Linked DNA regions of Mus musculus: region 1 is linked to region 2. The links are chromatin contacts, called in public Micro-C maps. All regions are on one chromosome and are shown on one strand. Each heading gives the region's core, a stretch centred on a gene start, on an enhancer-like site or on the middle of the called end of the contact. The rest is flanking DNA. Distances are from core to core; before and after follow the strand shown. Region 1 overlaps Tnfsf8 (tumor necrosis factor (ligand) superfamily, member 8). Region 2 overlaps Whrn (whirlin).

Region 1 (6,157 bases), core at 338-2,837, 370 kb after region 2:
TCTTTTGATGCCCATTTTTCCCTTTTAGCTTTGGACGGTATGAACATCCTCAGGACATTAAGGACCTCTGGGTACCATGGGCCACATAAGCATTTGCAAGAAAAAAACCAAAGCAAAATAAACAAGTTAAAAAAAAAGCAAAACAAAAAAACAAAACCAAAAACCAAAACCAAAACCAAAAACAGAAACAAAAAACCCAAACCAACAACTTTTTCTAATGACAGGATATGGAATCACTCCAGGTCACATGACCCTCTCAAGCCTGTCCCAAAGCACCAGTGGCCCTCTCTGTCCATCCCAGAACTTGGTGACAGAGTATGCTAGCCTTTGAGAAGTTCCTAGTGGCTGAAATATCTTCAGCTTTACAAAAGAGAACCCCAGACGCCTCCACCACCTGCTGGGAGGCACAGTACTGTACCATTTTGTCCTGACAGCATTTCTGCACATCTTACATCCTTCTGCAGATATTGGTATACAAAGATTTGAGGTTTTGTTGGGCATGGGGCTGGAAAGCTGTGTGACCAGGGGAGCTGGTTCAGAGCAAGAGTGAGGATGAATTGTGTCCAAACCCTGAAAATCTTGTCTTGAGTCAGGCAGGAGTAGGACTGCTTCCTCCTTGCTCTGGGCTTGCACGGCCAGGCAATGTAAGCCTTATGACCCCCCACCTCCACCACCATTGAGGTTGTCACATAGCCTGCTGGCCAGATTATAGGTTAAACTTCATCTCACCCTTATAAGGATATGTCCTACAAGCACCTGGGATTCCTCTTTATGCAAATGAAACATTCCCCAGCACTTGTGCCCCAGCCAAAGATGAACACTCACCCTGCAAGCCCCTACCCATGCCCCAAGGGTTAGATAGTTCTTGTTCTTCCCTAATAAAGAGAGCTGTTTCACTGAAAACTGTCTCTGGAGAAGGCTGTTTCTCCTGATCTCATTCAGTACAAGATCCTGTCTAACCTACCTGCCTTGGCTAAGCTTCATTCCTACCAGTCCAGCCTTGTGAGGAACGGTGCCTGGTGGGGTCTGGAGGGGGAAAAGCAGACCCAGGGCAGTAGTTGAAACTCCTGGGAAATCCAGGTAAAGAGCCCTATAATCTGAGATTTGGACGAATGAGCCCAGTAGTGAGCAACACTAGAGAGTCAAAACTCACTGGAAGCAAAACATTAAAACAAGAAATGACAAGAGGATGCAGGAGCCTTGGTTTTAAGCTGTATGTGGAGGAGGCAGACTGTTTCATGGAAGATGGAAGAGCAAAGTGGACCAGATGGATGCTCTGAGGTCCAGCCAAGTGGGAACATGAAGGTGTATTTTTGGCTTGATTTCATGTTCATGGTGGTTCTCTGCAGGAGGCATGTTACCTCTGTCTGCTAGAGGAGAGAATAAAACCCAGCACGAAGCATACAGGACAGGCTTGCCTCCCAGCCTTCCAGTTTGTCCATGAATTCAACTGAATGGCTAACAAGCCTCAAGCACAGTGGGCCGAGTGCAAGTCAGCCATTGACTGGGTCCTATTCTGGCCAGGAATGACAAGTTTGTGTTAGGGCTCATTACTAACACGGGTGTGGTTTTCTGTGGTTTCCCTGTAGCTAAGGATATCCTGTGCTTAGCATGTGTGCAGAGCCCTGCATCCTAGGCTCTGGTCAGTGCTGGTTTCCTGGTTACAACAGCTGTCATGGTAGCTGCAATCCTTGCAGCTTCTGTCCTTGTGACAAACCTCATGCCATCCCTGGGACTTCCTCCCAGGAACTTCTGGAAAGTAGGTCTGCCCTGCCTGGGATGTCTTGCAACAGTGTTCTCTTTTTCCCTGCCTGCTTCTTTTCCTTTCCCAAAAGGGCAATTTGTTTCTTGTGTTGGCTTAAGATTAGTTTGTTGGTGAAAGAGATTGTGGCTTCAGATTTTCTTCAGACAACTGTCAGGCTATTTCTTTCTCTCTTTCTATATAGGACAAGAGAATTCTAGTCTCAGGAAGTGTCAAAGAGCTCTGCTAGTGTGTGTGCACATACATATTCATGTGTGCATACATGTGAGGTTAGAGGTCAACACAGTATGTCTTCCTCAATTGCTTGCTGTCTTTCTTCCTTTCTTTCTTCCTTCCTTCCTTCCTTCCTTCCTTTCTTTCTTTCTTTCTTTCTTTCTTTCTTTCTTTCTTTCTTTCTTTCTTTCTTTCTTTCTTTCTTTCTTCTTTCTTTCTTTCTTTCTTTCCTTCTCCCTCCCTCCCTCCCTCCCTCCCTCCCTCCCTCCCTCCCTCCCTCCCTCCCTCCCTTCTTTCTTTCTTTCTTTCTTTCTTGTTTTTTTTTTTGGGGTTTTTTTTTTTGTTTGTTTGTTTTTTTGTTTTTTTGAGGCAGGGTTTCTCTGTATCGCCCTGGCTGTCCTGGAACTCACTTTGTAGACCAGGCTGGCCTCGAACTCAGAAATCCGCCTGCCTCTGCCTCCCAAGTGCTGGGATTAAAGGCGTGTACCACCACCGCCCGGCCCTACTGTCTTATTTCTTAAGACAAGGTTTCTTACTGATCCCAGAGCCTTCCAGTTTGGGTAGGCTGCCTGGCCAGTGAGACTCAGAGACCTTCCTGTTTCTGTGTTCTCAATGCTTGTATTATTGGTATATACAACTGCTCCTGCTTTTTATGTGGGTGATGGGGATGTGACTCAGGCTTTCATGCTGCATAGCAAGCATTTACCTGCCTACAGGCTTGTAAAAGAAGCATTCTTTCTAGCTCCAACTTGAATTAATTTAGTATATTTAGTCCAGTGATGTTCAGAGGGGAGAAAAGTTTTCCTAAAGAGACACCAGTTCCTGCTGGTGTGGGAACCAGGTTTTGGCCTCAGATGTTATTTTTCTCCCTCATCCTATTATAGGGCCCCCAATTTGTGGAGTCAAGGTAAGTATGCATGTACATTAAAAGTGGGAGTTAGGGGCCATGCACAGCAGGGTGCTGGCTGAAGTAGGGGCAACAGAGGAAACCTTGGAGTCTCATATTTGCAGGACTCTTTTGTCTTCTGTATAGCCTTTAACAAGTCCCCCTGACTTCCCGGATCTCAGAAACTTACCTGCAAACGGAATGTCAATGGGAATACACCCATCCCTCCACCCCGTACTGATAACTCTCAAGGCTGATCCTCAGACCAACCCAAAGGAAGTAGGGAAAAGTCTTTAAGGCAAATTTAACATTCCTAGTGAGGCGTATTATCAGCATTGACGAATAGAATCTAGTTGTCGAACCCCTGAATTAAAGACAGAGGTTATTTTGGTGTTGGTGTTGGTGTTAGTTCTTGTTCGGATATTCCTAGTCAAGGGACAGGTGAGGAGGGAGCTGGGAAGTGGTCAAACCCACAGTTTCCCAAACTTGGGATTTCATGAACAAAAGTTGTTCCCTCAAATGAAAAACCGGGGAGTAACATGGAAAGTTTGCTTTATTCTGCCTCTTATGATCATGAAAACAGAATACATGACAAAGCCAACCTAGCATCTGTGTCACTTTCTTCCTGTGATGGGAGGGGCAGTCTAACACCAGAGCACAGTGGGATATGCTTTCCCAGAAAGAGTGTTTTCATCTTAAGTGTAACGTAGCAGCTGTCAAGAAGACAACTTTGTTCTTTGTTTTCTTTTATTTCATGTGATCTAAGGATATCCTGTGCTTAGCATGTGTGCAGAGCCCTGCATCCTAGGCTCTGGTCAGTGCTAGTTAACTAGCACTGTAACTAGTCAGTGTAACCCACTAGTTAAGAGCTTTATACTTGGTGACCAATGTTTGGAGCACTCTACAACCAAGAAAGAACAGCTAGTGAGTGTGGCTGGGGTCCTGACACTGAATCAAGGCTATCTTTACCACAGACATTATATCTATGGGAGGTGGCTACTGCCCCTTGCCAAATGAAAACTTCCAATTTTTCCTAGAAAAATCTAAGTCGGGGTGGTGGCAGGACAATGGAAGGAGAGGTGGAGGAATTAAGTTTAATCACTGCATGCCGCTCCTTGCAAAGCTCCACAGGAACATATGCAACAAGTTAGCGAGGATGTCCACCTCCAAAGCCTACACTCCCTGTACCGCAGGAGTCTGCTCTTCCAGTCTATGGGCCAAGCCCAACCATTGTTTATTCTGTAAGTGAGGCCCAGGGGATAGTAGTCACGCTCACAGACTTGGGTGTTTTCAGGCTGTCTCAATCATGGTAACTGCATGACTGATTCAGCCAAGGCACGCAAAGCCTAGAATATTTACTATCTAAATCTTTGTAGGCAGTGTCTGTGCCCTTCTAACTTTACCTCTCTCTTTGACTGCATATCTGGTTATCTACACAAAGTGAGGGAATTAAGACCACATACTCGGCCCTAAGTGTTTTTGGCCAATATTGAGCTTATTCATCAATCTTAAAAGGTTCAGAAGGCTGCCTGTCTACCCAGGGCTCCTTGCCCATACATTCTAAGTCTTCAGTAGATTGTCCTGAAGGGAAGAAACTTCAAATGTGTTGCTGCTATAAGGAGCTGTGTCAGTTCTTTTGTACCCTCTTGTCCCAAAGGTGCCCAGCATCTCTACCCTGGTCTATCTACCCGCCCCATCTTCTTCCAGTTCTGTGCTCAGGCAGCTGTGCTTGGTACCTGGGCTCTGAAAATTGTGAGTGGAGCTAAGGTGGAGACTGATGTTTCGAATATAAAGACTGAGTCAGAGTCAAGGACCTTTTGGTTTAGCCTGTATGATCAAAGCAAGATACTTCATCTCTCTGATTTTTCCTTCTCTGAGTCATGAAAAAAACTAGTCAGATAACCTTGAGTTTAATCTTCAGTGTTAACTGACCTCTGCATATATCCCCTTAGGGATTAGTAGAGGCCAATATGTTAATAGCTTCTGTGTCTGGTAATGTAGAGGGAAGAAGTCTGTTTTTATAGGTCTTAAACTTCATTAAGTATTTTGGCTATGACCAGTTATTTGACCAATAGTTTACACCAGTTTTCATGCCAAGCAGTTATGAGCTGTCCCTGATTGGCTCGTCTAGAACCACAGTGATCTGTGTTTAATGGATGTGTAACAGAGACTTCCATGTGCGAAATGGTATCAAGAGTCATACGCAAGTTTGTTCAGTTTAGGGCTTCCAGCTCAAAATACAAGGACCCCATCAGGGTCCACAGCTTGGCTACAGCAATGGTGTTAGTGAGACTGTTCCTGGCAGGAGGGAGGGTTGTGTGGATTAGCACAGTGATCAGGGGCTACCCAGATGAGTCCGAAGTATCAGCTCATCTCAATCAGCCCCACTTCCACCTGTCCCACTCCTGTTGGGGACAGTCACAGCATTGCCGGTTGATAAGCAGGCATCACACCTTGTGGTGTCATCTGCATGATTCACTACACATTCATTCCTAAATCTGAGCTCTTACCTCCTTTAAGGGGGGCCTTCTCAGTTGTATTTGGAGTGGAGTCCTGGAAGGGAAGAGAGAAGGGCAGGGTGAGGACACTGATTAAAACAACTTATCTTCCTTTTCACCCTGGGAGTCCCCAAAGCACTGTGCAATTTAGAACCCACCCACCCTCTGACCCTTAAAGGTTGAATACTCATTCATTGGTTGAGTATAGTGGGCTTCATATCCATGCCAGCCCATCTGTTTATGAGAAACACAAGATAGGGGTTACCATCTACATCTCACATACAAGAAACAGGACAGGAAGGCTTGTCCCGGGACACACAGCGAGCTTGTAGCTCTCAGTACCACAGTTGGAACTTCCACTTCCCAGTCAAGAGCTTTCTTCCTCTCCACACACAGTACTGTTTTTTCCCCTTAAGTCAACATATGATCAAATGAACAGAATAAATGTACACACTTTCTTCTTTCCATATTTGGTTCATCTAAAAGTGTTGTAAGCATACCTGGAAGATAACTTTCTACCTCGCTTGTGGTTGGAAATTGTGATGTTTTTATTAATGTTTATATTCCAAACATTGGGATGATATAAGTAAACTGGGTCTCTGATCTCGTGGATTTATCCCAGGCTTATGGCCAGATAGATTTGCAAATATTCATAAATATGTAGCACAAACAGAGGTGTATTTGTAAATACATCCACACAATATTACAAATGAGTTCTATAATAATCATAAATGTCTGCATAGATTTTATGTAAATGAATGAGAGGTTAATGGAAACATTGTCTGTTGAAGAGGAAAC
Region 2 (6,270 bases), core at 888-3,387:
AGCCCTCGATTTTGCCACCTGGCAATAAACAGGTTAGATTTTGTGACTGGTAAGATACTACCCAAATGGAAATTCTAAATCTGTCTGATTCAGGGCCATTAGAGTAGTCATCCAGGAGAGCAGAGTGGTCAGGGCCTTGGGGACATGTGGGGATAGACACCAGGCAGGGTTGTGGACAGGGCCTGGGAAACTGTCTTCAGCTTCCTAGATTCTGGGGGGTGAACACTCAGAATTGCTGACTGCTATTCTTACCATGTCCCTGACCCGTATCCTCCAACCTGGTGTAAACTTGGGACTCTGGCAGAGGAAAAAGGGGTTCAGAAAAACCAAAACCGAGGCATACAGAGGAAGCATTACAGGCATGTCAAGAGGTAGAAACCAATTTGGGTTTAACAAAGACACCTGCAGGCCAGGGACCTTTCCAATGGAACGGTGTCCTTGCTCCACAGCCACATTTGCATGGTCAAAAGCACAAACACTTCCATAAAAGTACCAGGCATCGCCTGTGTGTGTTGCTGACCTCCGTCATCAATATTCCTCCCTACATCAGTAACCCTGGGATCAGCCAGTCTGCCTCAATCAACTGCCTATCGGCCCTCTGCATCGAGTGACTTGACATGCTACTCGGCCCATCTGTTTCCGTGGTACAAGCTGGAGATCATCACTCCACTCCCTTGCAGGTAGAGAAGGCCACTGCAGGCCAGGGCTGCCACTAATGTCACCACCCACAACTGAAAAACTGGACCCAGGGGCTTTCCTGGGTTCTTCCAGTGCAAATCAGAGCAGTCCCCATCTGACCTGGCAGATGGCCTGGGGCAGATGCTCTCCACCACCAGACCCACACCATGATAATTGAAATATGAATTATGCGTGCATGTTTCTACACATGGTGCTCTCAGGAGGCAAATCACCTCGCTCTGCTCTTTGGAGAGAACTCTGATGCCCAACATCATAGGCCAGAAGGACACAATTCCCAGTAGAGGACAAAGGAGTAACCTGGAAAGGCCACCGTGCGGGACTAGAGGCATGTTAACAAAAGAACAACAATAACAAAACCATCTTCTTGTTCATAAATGAACTCATAATGGAAATTTTATGTTCGTTCATTCATTCACTCACTCATTCATTCCTTATTGCTATTGGTGTTTTTGGACAGGGTCTCTTTTAACTCAAGGTTGGCCTCAAAGTTCTGATCCTCTTGCCTCTACCTGTCAGGGGCTACCACTATAGGTATGCACAATCATGCCAAAGCTCCACTTTGTTTTAGAAGAAAATCATTTAGGGGGCTATCTCATGACCAGTCCAGTGGCAGTAAGCTCGTAGGTTTCCACACTGAGAATACTCAGCCAGCACGGAGTTCTTACTCCTTGAACACTGGACGTTTAGGCTTTAGCTTCTTCCCAGTGGAGGTATGTGTGACTAACATTCTTTTAGTTACAGCCTTGAGTACATATGCATCTATTTTCCTAGATTGGGCATCTTCATTTTTTGTATAACCAGACTCTGGGAAGATAGCCCGAGGAACATGCTCTCTGCCTGTTGTGATTCCTTTGGCCACCTGCAGGGGGCAGCAATAGCAAAATCACAATGACAGCCACAGTCTTCCCGGTGCACAAAAGAGAAAAGGTGTGTGTTACTCAAGGTCACAAAGAGAGTCAGAGGCAGGGCCTGGATATGAATCTAGGGGTCTCCAAACACAGCCCCACACCCTCGCTGGGGGTTCACGTACCGCAAGGCCAGCACAAGCCAACTCTATACTTTGTCCCAAATAAAGGAAAGTTTTCAAAGGGAGACATGGGATTTGTAGGCTGCAAGGCCCCAGCTGTCTGTCCTCATGGCCTGAAAAGGCCTCCCATTCAGCCTGCTTCGAGAGCAAGCAGAACTGGCAGTGTGGACTCTGCCCCCAGCAACATATTTCAATGACATGAGAAATGAAACTCTAACGTGCACGGTTTCCTTCTGTGTTAAGGACCTCTAACTGCATGGACCTCCAGCCTCCTTTCAGGCCCCCCAGACCAGCACTGCAGAGTGGCCAGATCCTTTTAGAATGAAAAGGGCCTGCCTCCCTTCCCTGTGGCCTCTGAGCAGCCATGCAAGCTTCCTTTTCCGCTGTCAGGCGGCGCCAGCCCTGCCCCCTGGCAGCTGCAGCTCCTGCAGGCCACCTGAGCTTTCTCTCGGTGTCGGGTGCTTCTTTTCCACTTCGGGCCTCTCTGCACGTGGGGCTCCTGGCCCGGCAAGTTCACCTCACTACATTCTCACTACAGGCGATCATTTCATCTATGGTCTCCTAACAGACCAGGAGGCACAACATTCCTCTGGCTTGATCTCCCGCGCACCCAGGGGTAGACACGGGAGGCGGTGAGCAAGGAGTTCCACATAAAGTGAACAGGGCAGTAAAGCAGGCAAGAAAGCCTTCCTGTCAGGGCTGGCCACCAGCGGGGATGCTACATCTTGAGTACCATGGCTTTTCTAGTAAAACAAAATTCATTTCACATTTCACTTTTCTTTTCTAACTTGTGCTAAATATCCCAGGCTGGAATCTAAATCATGGTCTTCCTGCCTTCAGCGCTCCTTGGACTGTAGAAACTCAGCTACAGATCTCGCTTTTTGTTTTGATTCTAGAAATCTCAGAATTCAATGTAAAGGTGAAACACACAAACATACACACACTTTTGTTTTATTTGTGTGTGTGTGTGTGTGTGTGTGTGTGTGTGTGTGACTTAAGTGTGTATAATTGTATTCATGAGAGTGCTGGTACCCAGGTGCCACCTTGTGCGTTTGAAAATTAAAGGACAACCTTGTTTAAGGGCTCTCTTTTGAGACTTGGGAAATGATGGTTCAGGGCTTATAAGCACTTGCTGTTCTTGCAGAGCCCCCTAGTTTGGTTCCCAGCACCCACACAATGACTTACGATTGCTTATAATACCAGCGCAAGGTGGTCCTGAGCCCCTTTTTTGGGCATTGCGTGCACGTGGTACACATACAGACAAGGCTCACCTCTGACCTTCCGTGGGCAGCAAGCAAGCACATGAGGCATGTAGACACAAGTACTCACTCAAAGCACCCCTACACGTGAAAGTAAACCTTTTAAAAACAAACAAATAAATAAAAGCTCCCCTGCCGCCATTCGCCATTCTCAGCCTCACATACCAGGCTAGCTTCTGGGGAATTCTCCTGTCTCCACCCCCATCTTGCCAAAGGAGTTCTGGGACTACAACTACTACTGTACTGCCCCCTTTTATCCTGTTCTGGGGATTAAGCTCAGGTCCTCAGAGCTGGGTAGCAAACACTTTTCCCCACCAGCATTCCCTGGCTCTCTCGCTAATCATTACAGTCTAATAAAATCTTTGAACCCCTGCCTGTTTTGTAAAAGGACAGGATCTGTCTGTATAGCCCTGGCTACTCTGTCTATCAGGATGCCTTGAACTCCCAAAACTCCACCTGCTTCTGCTTCCTGAGCGCTAGAATCAAAGGTGTGCACCACCTTGCCCAGCTCCCTCTGCCTTTTCAAGGATGCACTTTTAAAGTTTACATCACTTATCACTTTTTTTAAGCCTATGTAGGAATATTATTAAAACATATATAAAAAAATAAGTAAATTAATCAGGTTGAGTGTGGAGAGGATGTTAAGTCTCACCACTGTGGTTGGTACTCCCTGACAAGATGATGGAGAATGAACTCGAGACCCTGAAATCCCTGCACAGGTCTAAGACTGAAAACTTCTGTGCAGTCAGAGGCAGAATGTTTCCCACCATAACTCTGATGTCTCCCTCCTCTCCCGGACTTGGTCTAAGAATACACACTGAGTTATATACATCCCCTTACACAGAAGTCACGCACTGTTATTTCTGTATTGTCTTGGGATGACGGCAGACTTGTTCTGTGGTCTGGTAAGAATATACAATCAGTCACCCACAGCTTCATGACAGCATCACCAACATCTGCATGCCACCTTGGGGACCACAGGCAGTGTGGTCTGCTCCAGAGCTGTATGCTTGAGCTGTTTCAAACATGGAGAGAACCCCTTCCCCTCCGGGAATCTGTGGGCGTCCTCCAGGACCCATCCCTGAACGCTGCTCAGAGTAAACATCCTGGAAGACCATGTCATATGCAGGAAGGAGAACTTCAAGAAAACACGACCCCAGGCACAGGAAATGGGAAGTGTGGCGGCCCCAGGAAGAAGGCCAGAAGGTGATGAACAAGAGGGAGTTTCTTTAATGTTACGAAATTTGCCTTTCAAGGGGCTCCTGGAGCCCCATCCCTCCTTGGGGAAGTGCAGGTAACAGTTGCTGAGGGAGGGAGCGTGCATCTTCATAGAGGTCGCCACTGGAAAGTTGCCCATGGTCTTGTAATAACCCATCAACCAAGCTCCTGTTATCAACTCTCTGGAACCCACCGAGTCACACAGACACAGAGACCATGGAAGAAGGAGTGCTAACTGGGCAGAGGTCAGGGGGAATGAGAAGGGAATGACAGGCAAATATATACTACTATGGTCGTGAGGAACGAAACCCACTGCTATATATAGTGTATCCTAACAAAGCAGAAAAGAGCTTCGTCTTTCAGGAGAGCCTCGCTGGGTTTGTTCCCTTCCTCCTTCCGTTGAGTCTTTCACCTTGCCCGCTCTTTTGGAGAGCATCGATGGGTTCCCAATGGAGTGTCTTATGGCCTGGGATCCTTAGCACACGTCTGTGCTTTGTGAAAGAAGAGACCTTCACTTCTGTCCTGGGAACGTAGATCCCAGGAGACAGATTAGACATCTAGAAGGCCCCGCTCTTCACCGTCATCACCCTAATAACTTAGTCGGTTGCAGCTTGCTGTTCAAAAGTAATTAAAAGCCTTCAGCCAGAAAAAAGAAAGTGTTGGGGGAGGTGACTCCCTGACCTTGGGAGGAATCTGTAAGAAAATGCAAGGGAGCCATGGGTAACAGTGACCACAACTCCCAAAATGAAGGCAGAGATGCTTCCAGAAAGACATCGATTGCTTTCAATGTGAGCCTTTAACTGCTCACGGGGCAGCCTTTTAGTGCCTTATAATGGAAATAAATTGCTTTTCAAATGTTCTTTTAATTTTTGTCTACTTATTCTCTCTCTCTCTCTCCCTCTCCCTCCCCCCTCCCCGCCCCCACACACAATGCTCCAGCAATCATAAATACAATTGCCCAAGCTGAGTCTCGATGGGTTTGCAATGGAGTGTTTTATGGCCTGGGATCAATGTGCAGAGCACACCACGTCTGTTTCTATCAATGTCAATGTCTTGGCTGAGGAGCAGACACACGGAGGGGTTGATTTTCCCCTCAGACTTGTCCTAGCCTGGCCCTCCAGCTCTCACTACTTGCTGACCTTTCTCGGCTGAAAGGGCTGCGGGCTTCCAACTGAATTCAACTTCCGCCTGAAGAATCTGAATGCAGGGTGGAGGGCCAGCCATCTTTTAGAAGCCAACCCAGCAGGTGTCAGAAAGAAAAAGATTGATAAAGTTGATGACATTCAATACTAAACTTGTGATTAAATAGACATGCATAGAATACCAATAAGAAGTTGCATACCAAAAAGCATAAACATATCCACAAACCACAGACATAGCGTTTGGTCTATCAGCTTGGGAAAAAGAAAAGAAATACAACATCCAGTGTGGACACGGATGCTTAGAAATGCGGGCTCTCACAGCATGGGAGGGACTATCAAAAACCAATCTCCTTCCTAAGAGCAGTTTGGCCACAGTTACCAAAGGTCTGAAAATTATGCCTCTCCCCTGAGCCAACACCACCCCCTAGAGAGATAGCCCAAGGAATTATTACCAACACCCTTAAAGATGAATGTGCCACAATGTGGAACTCGGCAATACGGATAACATTGAAAATGCAAGCTGCCCAACAAGAAATTAGTTAGATAAATCACACATCTTCCTTTCAACATATTATGTGATCATTAAAAGTCACACACTAGAAACATTTGTCAAGGAGGGAGGACTGTCTTGATTCATTACTGAGTAAAAGCAGTGGACAGGCAACTGTACAGCTACAGCCAGACAGGCAGGTGTGTGGAGACTCCTCCCAAAATGGTTCTCACAGGGAACTGAAAATACACGTGTCAAACTATAAACAGAAAACACTTTCTGGTAGATGGATTATCATTAATCTAAAATCTCTCTGCTTTTCTCTCTTTTTTTATTTTTAGATTTATGAATCTGAGTGTTTTACCTGCATGCACATGTGTGCACACCACATCCAAGCTTAGTAGGTATAGAGGTCAGAGAAGGGTATTGATCCCC

The links. A called contact is a pair of places that touch in the nucleus more often than the background predicts.
Region 1: a Micro-C map of palatal mesenchyme shows a contact between it and region 2, with 3 times the contacts expected there. The contact joins two enhancer-like sites. A contact is called at or near these places in 10 of 39 promoter capture datasets (the 3T3-L1 cell line, the C10 cell line, HPC-7-derived erythroid cells and 6 more), 2 of 15 datasets of contacts at CTCF or cohesin (the NIH/3T3 cell line and large pre-B cells), 12 of 484 Hi-C or Micro-C datasets (B cells, the BV-2 cell line, CD4 T cells and 8 more), 9 of 115 datasets of contacts at active chromatin or transcription factors (astrocytes, craniofacial prominence, embryonic forebrain and 6 more) and 3 of 9 other capture datasets (adipose tissue, liver and pancreatic islet).

Annotation. Positions count from the first base shown.
Region 1 is chr4:63,845,749-63,851,905 of GRCm38.p6, forward strand. Tnfsf8 (tumor necrosis factor (ligand) superfamily, member 8) reads right to left here. Exons shown (of 4, transcript NM_009403.3): 2 at 5,372-5,414. Among named protein-coding and RNA genes, the nearest start is that of Tnfsf8, 12 kb to the right of the region's middle. Within about 2 kb of position 1,588, at least 46 of the 459 cell types and tissues checked have an H3K27ac peak or open chromatin away from gene starts, as enhancers often do. A contact at or near this core is called in CD8 T cells and Th1 cells, where this site is marked.
Region 2 is chr4:63,478,689-63,484,958 of GRCm38.p6, forward strand. All of the region lies in intron 1 of Whrn (whirlin), which reads right to left. Among named protein-coding and RNA genes, the nearest start is that of Whrn, 14 kb to the right of the region's middle. Within about 2 kb of position 2,138, at least 43 of the 459 cell types and tissues checked have an H3K27ac peak or open chromatin away from gene starts, as enhancers often do. A contact at or near this core is called in CD8 T cells and Th1 cells, where this site is marked.